3 separate regions of the Mus musculus genome follow, and all the other regions are linked to region 3. Evidence: chromatin contacts called from public Hi-C data. All regions are on one chromosome and are shown on one strand. Each heading gives the region's core, a stretch centred on a gene start, on an enhancer-like site or on the middle of the called end of the contact. The rest is flanking DNA. Distances are from core to core; before and after follow the strand shown.

Region 1 (3,696 bases), core at 692-3,191, 190 kb before region 3:
CAGGCTTCTCTTTGCTTCAAGGGGGCGGTTTACACATTACCTACCTTATTGCTACCATCTGGAAACTGATGACAATCTATCCTAGGATGCCCAAAAAACAAATGGTTGCGAGTGTATGACCACCTATGGTCCACTCTGGGCTCTTAGACAACAGCACTTCTTAGTATCCTCCTTCTTACATTTGCTGCCAGAAACTATGTACAGAGATGAACCAGTTTCACTTTCTAGAATGGCTGTCCTAGAGGGATGAGCGGGTGAATGATCAGAAGAAAGTGTTTAAGATTGTCCCAAAGTCCCCTGGATGTGTGTCTTCCTAGACAACAGGGAAGTCCTTCTGTGTACCTACTCCTCTTTCATGTAACTGAGTGCTTGTGAAGAGAAGAAGAAGAAGAAGAAGAAGAAGAAGAAGAAGAAGAAGAAGAAGAAGGAGGAGGAGGAGGAGGAGGAGGAGGAGGAGGAGGAGGAGGAGGGGGAGGAGGAGGAGGAGGAGGAGGAGGGGGGGAGGAGGAGGAGGAGGAGAAGGAGAGGGAGGAAGGGAGAGGGGGAGGGGGAGAAAGGAGGGAGTAAGCGAAATGTCAAAGAAGGGAGGGGAATAAAGGAAAGGTCAGTAATGGATTCCAGTCCATTCATTCACTCACTCATTCATACATCCTGAATGATATAGAAAGACAGTTGTAAGCAGGCTGTATGCCAGGTGTCAGAGATATAGCAGTACCCAGAAGCATCCCTCTCCTTCCATGAGCTTGCTGACAACCTGGGAGGCAGGTATTCACACAACTGAGACAATGTAGGCTATATGATGGGCCAAGCTCTGAGGGTTGTTGGAACACTTCCACATACAGAAGCAGAGATGGGCAGAGGGAATAAATCATTCCAAGCTTGGAGAAAAACATCCATGGCATAGTGTGGCAATGTCAGGGTAGCAAGGAGAAAAGGCAGAGGGTGTTGGTTACAGTAAAGCCAAAACTACATGTCTGCAGATCTTAAGTAGCCTGATAGTCTGGGGCAAGGTTCTGAGGTAGTTCTAAGAGGAAGAAGGGGCCTTGATGCAGGGGTGGGGTGTGACTTCTGGTTGCCATAGTATGCAGTGTTCTAGATGGGGCAGGGAAGAGCACAGGGAGAAGATAAGAAGTGCCTTGCAGAGAAAGACAACAGGTGAGATGGACGTGATGGCTAAGGGATAGAGAGAAGCCTGTGACCAGCTTTAATCCACAGCCAACTTCCTAGTTAAGTAAGATCTGAGGCCCTGGTAGGGAAGGGTGGAGACCTGGAGTCCAGAAAAGCAGATTAGCCACAGAGGCAAATGTTAAGATGGAGAACCTTTGCAGGCAGGGAAGGGCTCTTGCCACAGAACCTGAGTGGAATTAGAAAAGGTGAGGAGGCTTGCGGCAGGTGCCAGGCAAGGGGTAGTGGCCATTGGATGTTGTCTTAGGGACCATGCTCAGAGCAGCCCCATTCCAACACACCAAGCACAGGGCTCCCTTGGCAAGGGAGAAACATGCGCATCTCAAATAATGGCGGAGGAGAGGGCTTTGCGAGCACAAAGAGGCTCATTCATGAACTCACCAAGTTGTGCCTGTTGCCACAGTAACCTGTCAAGGGTTTGGCAGATCTAGGAGGGAGGTTTAAAAAAAAAAAAAAAAAACCCACACAACTAAAACAAAAACAAAACCCCCTGAGTTACAGTACTCAAAGCAAATTAGGTCACTGTTACGAGTTATTAATTTTAATGCATTAAGAAAAAGTGTGCAGGGGGAGTACAGGACTTTTTTTTAACGCGGCAAATGGGGAACAGGAAAAAGTACAACAATAATTATGCTGAAAGCAAAGTGAAGCGTTCCATAAAATGAAAGAAATGAACAAATTGCACACCCCTCCCTCCTCTTCCCTCAAGTTCTTTTAGGGGTTGCTGGGGTGGGGGTGGGGTGGCTCCCTCACAGCCCTCTGATGCAATTACAAGCCCTCATCTTGCTTCTTTGTATGTGTCGCGTGCTGTTACTTAAGCCACTCTGAAACTCCAGGATGAAAAGAAAGCAGGGAGGACCACTGCCTGGGGCTGAGTTATGTTCAATGTGGAATCCCTCTTAGGCGAACGTGTAGCCTACTGAGGGGAGACTGGATGCTGTGGACAGATTCTCCAGGGAGTAGGGACTCACAGAGACTCCAGGCATTTTGGTCTTTGGGCTTGGCTGACTTGGAGTGTCAACAGCTTCCGTAAATGCTGTTTCTCTGGCTGCAGAACTGGGTCATGTACCACTCTGGCTTCCTTGGCTTTTGTTCAAAGCTTCCCTGGAGCATGAAGAATCCTGCAAAGGAAGCCCAGGCCTCTGTCCCCTCCCAGTACTGCCTTCACTGGACTTTCTTGCTTTCTGTCCTTTGGGCCACAGTTCCTGAGCTGTCATGGAGGCAGGAACTCAGGGCACTGTGTCTGATTTCTGAGCAGTCTTCCCAAAGCCCAGCCGACATCAGGACATTCCCCAGCCTACGGACTGCCCACACCCCACACCCCACCCCCAGTTGCCTACAAGACAAATTGTGAAGTATTTCAAGCCCTAGGAAATCAGATCCCTCCGGGAACTTTTCTGTCCTCTTTTCTGGTCACCCTTCACAAGCTTGTGGTCCAGCGAAAGAAATGCTTCTGCGGTCTGCAAGTCCAAACCGTTGTCACTCGTCGCCCCTCTACTGGGATCCAGCCCACTTCTCTGCTGAGCAACCCTCTGTCCATCCTCAGAGTCACTGACATTTTTATGCAGAGTGGGACACTCCCTTCTGTGGGCTCTGTTGAAAAACACCTTGACCACAGCACACATCGATGGCTCATGCCTCATTGCACGCCTCAGTCCCCGAAACCCTTGGGGAGATCCATCCCTGAGCCTGTCTCCAGCATAGAGGAAGCATGGGGCCACTCAACAAATAGTTATCTTATTGCTTTCCTGGCCTCAATTCTCCGTGTATCAATGGAAAAGCCCTCCAGACTTCCTCAAAACCTATTTTAAACTACAGATCCCCATGTAGCATCCCCTGCCGTGTGAGTTGAGGATCAAAGTGCTAGAAGTCCAGCCTGGACAGTCTTTTTTTTAGAGGATGCTTTCTCCAAGGTCACACATCCCAAGAACAGCTCCTCTGAGATTTTGAGAACAAAAGTGGATAAAGTGCTGGCCTCATACATGGATGTTGCTGGAAGCTCAGGAGATGTCAAGGGAAGTGGGGAAGGGTTTGAGTCTCTGGTTTGTTTTATACTCTGTGGTTAGATGGCTTCAGTAAAGGTCATATCCACATTTTCTTGTATTCCCAAAGAGCATTGGTTAAAGCAGACTCTTTTTTTTTTTCATCTATTAAAATGTATTCCTTTTACGATAAACAGGGACAGGAAGTTGCAAGCCCAGCAGGATCTCTTAGAAGCCTGACACATTTCAAATGTAGCAGTGCAAAATAGGAAGGAATGTGGGGTGAAGCGTGGGTACATGGGCAGTATGCGCACACATATGAGCACGTCCTTGGATTGCTGGTGTTTGGCGACTCACCTTTTTGTGCCAGGTATGCAGAGTGTATGTGTGTGCTTCTGTGTATGCAGTGCTTGCGCGTGCAATCTACATGTTACAGCAAGAAGCTATCGCCACACTTCAGCTCCCCTTAGTATTTTTCCAGGCACTACAGGGAAGGGCAGATGTTTTCTCTAGAAGCTAATTTACTTGG
Region 2 (3,739 bases), core at 135-2,634, 210 kb after region 3:
CCTGGCAGGTTCTGTCCCTCAGTGCACCTGGAAGCTAGACAGTCACATCAACTTCCTATCCCCTTGAGTCCCATTGATGGCTGCTTCCTTCTCTTCTTGCCACATCTCTCATGGCTTGACTGCTGCCCTGGCTATATGGGCAGGTTTTTCACAGGCCCAAAAAACTCACGCACACAGCTGCCCCCTTCTCACAAGAATAAACAGCTGAGCCCTACAACCTGAGAAGACTGACAAAACATTTGCCTTTTCACAAAGCGGTCAAATGTGTATATAAAGAAAGGTCTTCCCATATATAAATATGTTAGGAAAGACTAGGATATCACACAGATGGCATCTGGTGATGGTGGTGATGAGAAAGAAGGGTGAGAACCATACACCTTCTCCAGAGAAGCTGGCTCTCCTCTAACCCAAACACACCACTTCTGTCACTCTCTGCTCACTTCCCCCGACACACAGACACTAGGATACTGGAGATAACCCATTTTACAGATGGATCAATTGAGGCCAAAGTCTTCCTCTCAGAGTTCTGCATCCACAAAAGTATCTGAAATTATTGCATCTGTATACAGGCTTTTTTCTTGTCCTTATTCCCTAAATAATACAGTGTAATGGGTGTCCACGTGGCATGTACATTGCATGGTGAGTGGCCTACAGAGGGTATACACAGGATATACATGACTATCATGTCGTTTCATATAATGGGCATGAGCATCCATGAATTTTGATATCCAAGAGAACATTTTGTCAAACATTTCCTAATTATTCTGTTCCTTTTGGTGTTATAGAATTATTTTCTTAACCCCATTTTCAAATTGTTCGTTGCTAGTAAAGAAATATAATTGGTTTTGTATAGATGGAGTCACTTGTCAATAAACCCCTTCATCTGCTAAAAATGCATTTAATACGCCTGAGCTGCCAAACATCCTCGCTTAGCCACATGGTGCATTGTAGAGGAATAGTCACATACCTTCACTAACATGGGCTGCTTGGAAACTATGGCTCACTGCCCAGCCTCTTGAGAGTGTGGAACCACATCCGCCAGCCCAGGAAAAGACAACTCAAAACGCAGTTTGCCCTGGATGCAAGTTGCTTTCACACCTTCATCAAACGGAAAAAAGGAAAAAAATCATTAGTTGAACCATCATCCTGTAAGCCCTATGTACATGGAGCTTGGATCCTGTGACCTTGCTGACTATTTTTTTTTAATCTAACTGATTTTTTTTCTGAATTCTATAAGATTTTCTGCATACAGAATCATCTTGTATGCACATAAAAACTGCTTAAATCTTTCCTGTTCTGCAGACTTTCATCCTTATTGTACCAGCCACAACTTCCAGTCCAATGCTTAAATGCAAGTGGTGAGAACAGACACTCTGGCTTGGTTTCCAAGATTACAGAAAATCATCCCACCACACTATGTCATGCCAGCTGAATGGTTTCCATCCACGCTGGGAAGCAGGTTGAAGTGCCCATATGTTCCTACTTTGTTGAGATGGTTTTTTATTTAATTTTTAACTGACATACAAAGCTGGGCATGTTCGTGGGGTACAATATGATGCTTCAAAACATGCATATGTTATACAGTGATCAAAGGTAATTAGCATATCCACCACCTCAAATATTCAGAATCTCTTTGTGTCAAGAGCATTGGTATCCCCTGGTCTAGCTATATTAAAATGGGCATGACAGTATTGCTAACCATGGTCACCCTGTGTAACATGACACCAGAATTTGTTTGTCCTAGCAAATTATAACTCTATACTAATGAGTACTCCGTTGAGAGTCATTGTCTTAAGTAGTGTCAGATTCTGTGACGTGCTTTTCTGCTTTCTTAACATGATCATATGGAGTTCGCTCCTTATTCTACTAATGTGCTCTATTAATTGGATATTGCCCAACAACCCTTCAATTATCAGGATGAGAGCATCCTATTTGGTCACTGTGTGGTGCGTCTTATGTTTGCTAACTCTTTGTTGAGTAGTTTTCATCTATATTCATGATGGACATCAGCCACTAGCTCCTTTTTCCTGTAATATCCTCATCTGTCTTTAGAATCTGAGTGTTTACTGGTCTTGTAGAATGAGTGCAAAGTTCCCCTCTTCTGTTTTTTTGGGGTTTTTTGGGTTTTTTTGAAAATTTCATGAAGGAGTGGTTCTAGTTACTAGAATTCATCAGTAAAGATATCTAAGTTCAGGGCTGCTGTTATGGAAAGACTTTCATTATTAATTTAATTTCTCTATTTGATTTGGCCAATTCAGACTCCTGTTTGGAATTTAGCCTTTGTGCAAAGGCTTGTGGAAGGGAAGGAGTTAGTTGTCAATCTTGGAGCCAAATCCACCTCCCAACCCCAGTCTTGAAAGCAGCAGAGATGCAAAAGGATTCTTAACAGAGGGGAAAACAGGATCTCTCTCTCTCTCTGTGTCTCTCTGTCTCTCTCCCCCTCTCTCTGTCTCTGTCTGTCTCTTTCTCTGTCTCTGTCTCTGTCTCTGTCTCTCTCTCTCTCTCTCTCTCCACACACACACACACACACACACACAAACACACACACTGGGTTGGGAACAGATTGTAAGAGGATGGAGGGAGACCTATGGAGAGGCTGCCATGGTCAGTGAGACCAGGACAGTGTGGAGATGCAGAGCTGATATTCAAGAAAGGAACCCAGCTTGTTGCCAACGTTTCTGTCATGGGCCTTTCAGCTCCATTAAATGGTATGCAAAAATTCAGAATGCTTGCAAACATTTCTGAGACCAGCTCTACATTCTCACCCCCTAAAATTTAAGAATGATTGCTCTAGATCAATATGTTGGCTAGTCCAGGCAGCTGGGACAAACACCAAGCTGTGGGTGACTTAATTATTTATTCTGCACAGTTCTGAAGTTGGTCTTCATTCTACCAACAGGGCACCAGTCAGGCTAGGTTCTCCCGAGCACTTGCTTTAGGTCCCTACTAGTCCTTTCCTGGGGCATGACCACAGACAAACACAAACTAAAACACTTCTTCTACTGGGGACACTAACACCATTGAGAGAAGACTGACTACTGCTCTCATGATATCATCTAACTCGGATTTCTTCCCAAATGCCTCATCTGTAAACTTTGTTCCGTTGAACGTTGGGATTTGAGCATCTGTATGTGGCCACACCACCCTGCACCCACTAGATTTCATCTCACTTTGGAAGCTAAGCAGGGCTGGACCTGATTTGGACTTGGATGGAAGAGTTTTAACATATGAGTTGGGGTTCAGGGTACCCATAGACAATCAACCCACAGTAGTCCACCTCTGCAGTTTGGGGGAACTGTGGTTTGGAAAGGTTGAAGTACTGCCTCACATCCTCCTAACTAAGTGGATATAGAGAGCCAGAGCTGTTCAACAGCTGTATGCCCTGCAGTGGGAAATTTCCTCATGGGATGTACAATCAGAACCCCTCCGCCTAAACCAATGAGACCCGTCTCCCCGACTTGGGTACAGAGAGGGCAGGTACACCAGCTTGGCTCCTGTTCCTCTTCCAGCCTCCAGTACCCACCTTCCTCCCAGGCTAGGACCCCACGTCGATGTCCACATCACCTGGACAGCTGCTGCCATCACTCACTGGCATCAAACCCCAACCTTTCCCGGGAGGTCTAAGAGCAGGCCTGCCACCAGCCCAGCACCCTTTGCACTCAAGAGCTCGGCAAAGCTATTACTTATCTGCCTACGAAAATGAGAGTCCTTGTTATTATCTATATGGCAATCTTATCTA
Region 3 (3,344 bases), core at 114-2,613:
GCCCCACGCTGGTCCCTTTGGCTTCCAGTCTTTACCAGGCAGACTAAGGAGGTTTCTGTGAAGAGATCATCTATGCTCACAGACACCTACTAGGTGCCAGAGCTGCAGGCTTTAGCTAGGTGCTGGCAACCACAATGACTAAATCATTAGCCGTGGCCATGTGGCTCTTAATCATCTAAAGATTCTGGCACATACCAAAGATTACAGCCCTTCATGATGTGAGCACCCAGAAGACCATAAAAGGTACAGGGAGAAGGACCAGCTCTGTCCTGGGAGACAAAGGCTATCTTCACGACAGCAGAGACACCTGGAGCTTGCCATCTAGTGGGGGAAATGAGAGTCTGTGTAGCAATCACTGCAATACAAAGGAACACTGAAACATTGTGAATATAGAAAGTAGGGGGATCTATTTAGCTAGGGCAGTAGCTCTCAACCTTCCTAATGCTATGACCCTTTAATATAGTTCCTCAGGTTGTGGTGATCCCCAACCATAAAGTATTTCATTGCTACTTCATAATTGTAATTTTGCTGCTGTTGTGAATTATAATATAAGTATCTGATGTGCAGGAGGATATCTGAAAGACAACTCCAAGGGGGTCGTGACCCACAGGTTGAAGATCACTGAGCCAGATGATCAAGAAGTACGGGACCAAAGGGTGACACTTAACTTCCTCCTTAATAGCAGGTAGAATTCTCAGCATTCATCCACCCCACAGATATTTATTTCCTAAATGATCCATATGTTATTCTTGTAAGGGGGACAGTCTTGTCATGATAGAGCTTCCATTTTAGTGCTGGTGATAAAAACAAATAAATAAAAAGAATCAATAAACTAAAACATGAATCAGCAAACTTTTCCTGGAGAGGGCTGATAAATTAATATGTATTCTAGTCTTTACAGGACATATGTTTCTCAGATGCAACTTCTCAGTATTGCCTTTGAAGTACAATACAACCCTTGAAACACATAAGTAAACAAACATAACTGTGCTCCAATAAAACTTTATTTGTGAAAACTAAGGGTGGGCTGGGTCTGGTCCACAGGTCATAGTTTGCCAACCCAATAGTCAGAAGCACTGAAGAGAAAATCAGAAAGGGAAAATAAAGGCAAGAAGTGTCAGAAGAAGGTCTTGGGGGTTTAGTAAGAAAAATGGTGAAACTTCCTGTAGGATGGGAAGACAGAGGGAAAAGTAAGTTTAAAGCATGGGGACAGGAATGGTGAATCTGCTGTGCTCAAGCGCAAACAAGGAGGTGACCAATGGGAAGAGGGTGTTTCCAGGCAAAGAAAACTGGCATGGATGACAAAGTGACAGCAGGTACTTGAGGACAATAAAACGCCCTCAGAGCAATTTGGCTTGATACAGTAGTGTTAAAAATAGAAGGAAAGGCTAGGACAGGAAAAGCCACAGCATGCTGTCCAAGCTCATGCCATGCCGAGGAGCTCCGACTAGATTCTCGAGGAAGAACTTTCCTGAGAATTCTCTTCCAACCCAAGCGTCCACACATAGCTGGCGACCCCAAACAAGCTTAGGCACTGTACAATGCTCTTCTTCCATAGCCATATATAGCTGCCCTAAGTTTGGGACAGTGCCTATGAAACTAGGGTCTGTCCCCATCCCCCTTTGGTGCATAAACCACATGACAGGCCCTGGAAGAGATCTCAGTGAGAAGGCTTCTGGTTCATCCTCTCTCTTCTCTCTGCAAGTCTGATGCTAAGCGTATCTTTGTCCCGAGGAGAAGCAGGCTCTTTCTGTTGCCAGAGAAGCACCTACTATGTGCACATAGTGCTGGGTACCTGCCTTGCTTATCTTACTTGTTCATCATGATTCTTTGAGGAAGGTGTTTTTACCTTTGTTTGGTAGATGTGAGAGCAGAGACTGAGTGCTGTCAGCGACATTCCCAGAGTCAAACTCTGGGCACCGGGTCCAAGACCACACCAATCCCAATCTGGACTTGGAGATCTTTCCAACTTACCATGATGCTTCCCATTCCGTCTGTCCCAGGGAGCACTTTGGCTCCCATCCCAAGTTCCCCTCCTCTCACGGCCCCCTCCCTTGCCAGCTCAGCTGGTACCAAATTAGCTTCTCAGGAATGCCAATTTGTCTTTCCTCTCTCAGGCATGTGGCACAGACCCTTCCCCAGACTGTATTCAACCTTTCAGAATGAGATACCAGATCCTTCTTGGCTGCTCCTCCTGTGCCCTCTCCACCTCCTCCCAGTCTCTCCCTGGAATCTTTCCAACTCCAGCTCTCCAGCTCCTATACCGGGGCGATCATATGCTGTCTTCTGGAGGGCAGAGCTGTCTGTGCACAGCTATTGATGACTCAGATTCGGTCTAGAAGCATCTCTGTCTGACTGATTGGTGAGTCTCTTTACATGCATGGAGAATGGGTATAAACACCAATTTAAACCTTTTGGATTTAAGTTGCAAATCATTTCCGGTTTTTCACAATCTTCTTTTTCTCCTATACTCTCTCTCTCTCTCTCTCTCTCTCTCTGTGTGTGTGTGTGTGTGTGTGTGTGTGTGTGTGTGTGTTTACATAACAGTGTGACAGTGGTGCTGGTTGGAAAGGCATCAGATCTATCAGATCTCTGTCTATGGGTGGAGGGAAGGTTTGGGACTAACATCTCAGGCTGTTTTGACCTCCTTCCTCTACGACAGAAAAGAAGTAACCCAGAGACTAGGAAGTTCCATGAGAGATCAGCAGTTAGCTGTACCCGGAGCTCTCTTGCCCCTGCTAAACTTGGAACATTGGCTATTATCAAATTCTCAGCTTCTTTATCTTACATATCAGCTCACCATGTCCACTTCAGATAATCACATGATGGCTAAATGAAATCATACAGTAAATCACAGGGCTTATCTCTTGTGAGGATAAGCTGAAATGGAACCCAGCTCCTTCTGCCCTCTCTCCCCGTTTGACCTCCAGGGTTCCTCTGGGGATCTCTGACCCACCTCTGACACTGCAATGGCTTTCTGCTCTTATGTCTGCTTAAAGAACAACTGCAGTGAAGGCAGGGCCAGGAGCCACCACCTATGTCCTCAAGCAGCCCCTCCTTTGCTTTTCTACCAATGGGTGTGGTGAGTCATCCTTCCCTGAGGAGTGTTCATGCCTGTGCAGCCTCTTGGAACTGGCTCTGCATTCCCCACCTGTGTGCAGCTAAGATCTTCAAAGAGTTACTTCCTGCTGAGCGGAGCCCAGCCAGCAAGCCCCCTTCCCCCTTCAGAGATACAGCACAGGAGAGGTGGATGTCTGGCTGCAGCTTCAGGCCACCCAGCCTGCAGGAACCTGAGGCAGGAGATGGAACTCTCTCCTGTCACAGCCCGGAGGCAGGCAGCCTAG

What was found. A called contact is a pair of places that touch in the nucleus more often than the background predicts.
Region 1: a Hi-C map of cerebellar granule neurons shows a contact between it and region 3, with 2.6 times the contacts expected there. The contact joins two enhancer-like sites. A contact is called at or near these places in 1 of 15 datasets of contacts at CTCF or cohesin (the NIH/3T3 cell line), 3 of 484 Hi-C or Micro-C datasets (cerebellar granule neurons, cerebral cortex and embryonic stem cells), 7 of 115 datasets of contacts at active chromatin or transcription factors (astrocytes, embryonic basal ganglia, neural progenitor cells and 3 more) and 1 of 9 other capture datasets (embryonic stem cells).
Region 2: a contact with region 3 is called in a Hi-C map of cerebellum, with 2.4 times the contacts expected there. The contact joins two enhancer-like sites. A contact is called at or near these places in 6 of 484 Hi-C or Micro-C datasets (the HL-1 cell line, the N1E-115 cell line, cerebellar granule neurons and 3 more) and 1 of 115 datasets of contacts at active chromatin or transcription factors (the NIH/3T3 cell line).

The regions. Positions count from the first base shown.
Region 1 is chr9:34,556,525-34,560,220 of GRCm38.p6, forward strand. All of the region lies in intron 1 of Kirrel3 (kirre like nephrin family adhesion molecule 3), which reads left to right. Among named protein-coding and RNA genes, the nearest start is that of Kirrel3, 70 kb to the left of the region's middle. Within about 2 kb of position 1,942, at least 74 of the 459 cell types and tissues checked have an H3K27ac peak or open chromatin away from gene starts, as enhancers often do. A contact at or near this core is called in cerebellar granule neurons, where this site is marked.
Region 2 is chr9:34,956,892-34,960,630 of GRCm38.p6, forward strand. All of the region lies in intron 4 of Kirrel3 (kirre like nephrin family adhesion molecule 3), which reads left to right. Kirrel3os (a long non-coding RNA gene) reads right to left here. Exons shown (of 16, transcript XR_003948304.1): 9 at 968-1,098. Among named protein-coding and RNA genes, the nearest start is that of Kirrel3os, 49 kb to the right of the region's middle. Within about 2 kb of position 1,385, at least 13 of the 459 cell types and tissues checked have an H3K27ac peak or open chromatin away from gene starts, as enhancers often do. A contact at or near this core is called in cerebellar granule neurons and cerebellum, where this site is marked.
Region 3 is chr9:34,747,953-34,751,296 of GRCm38.p6, forward strand. The region is part of intron 1 of Kirrel3 (kirre like nephrin family adhesion molecule 3); the gene reads left to right. Among named protein-coding and RNA genes, the nearest start is that of Gm33561, 110 kb to the right of the region's middle. Within about 2 kb of position 1,364, at least 9 of the 459 cell types and tissues checked have an H3K27ac peak or open chromatin away from gene starts, as enhancers often do. A contact at or near this core is called in cerebellar granule neurons and cerebellum, where this site is marked.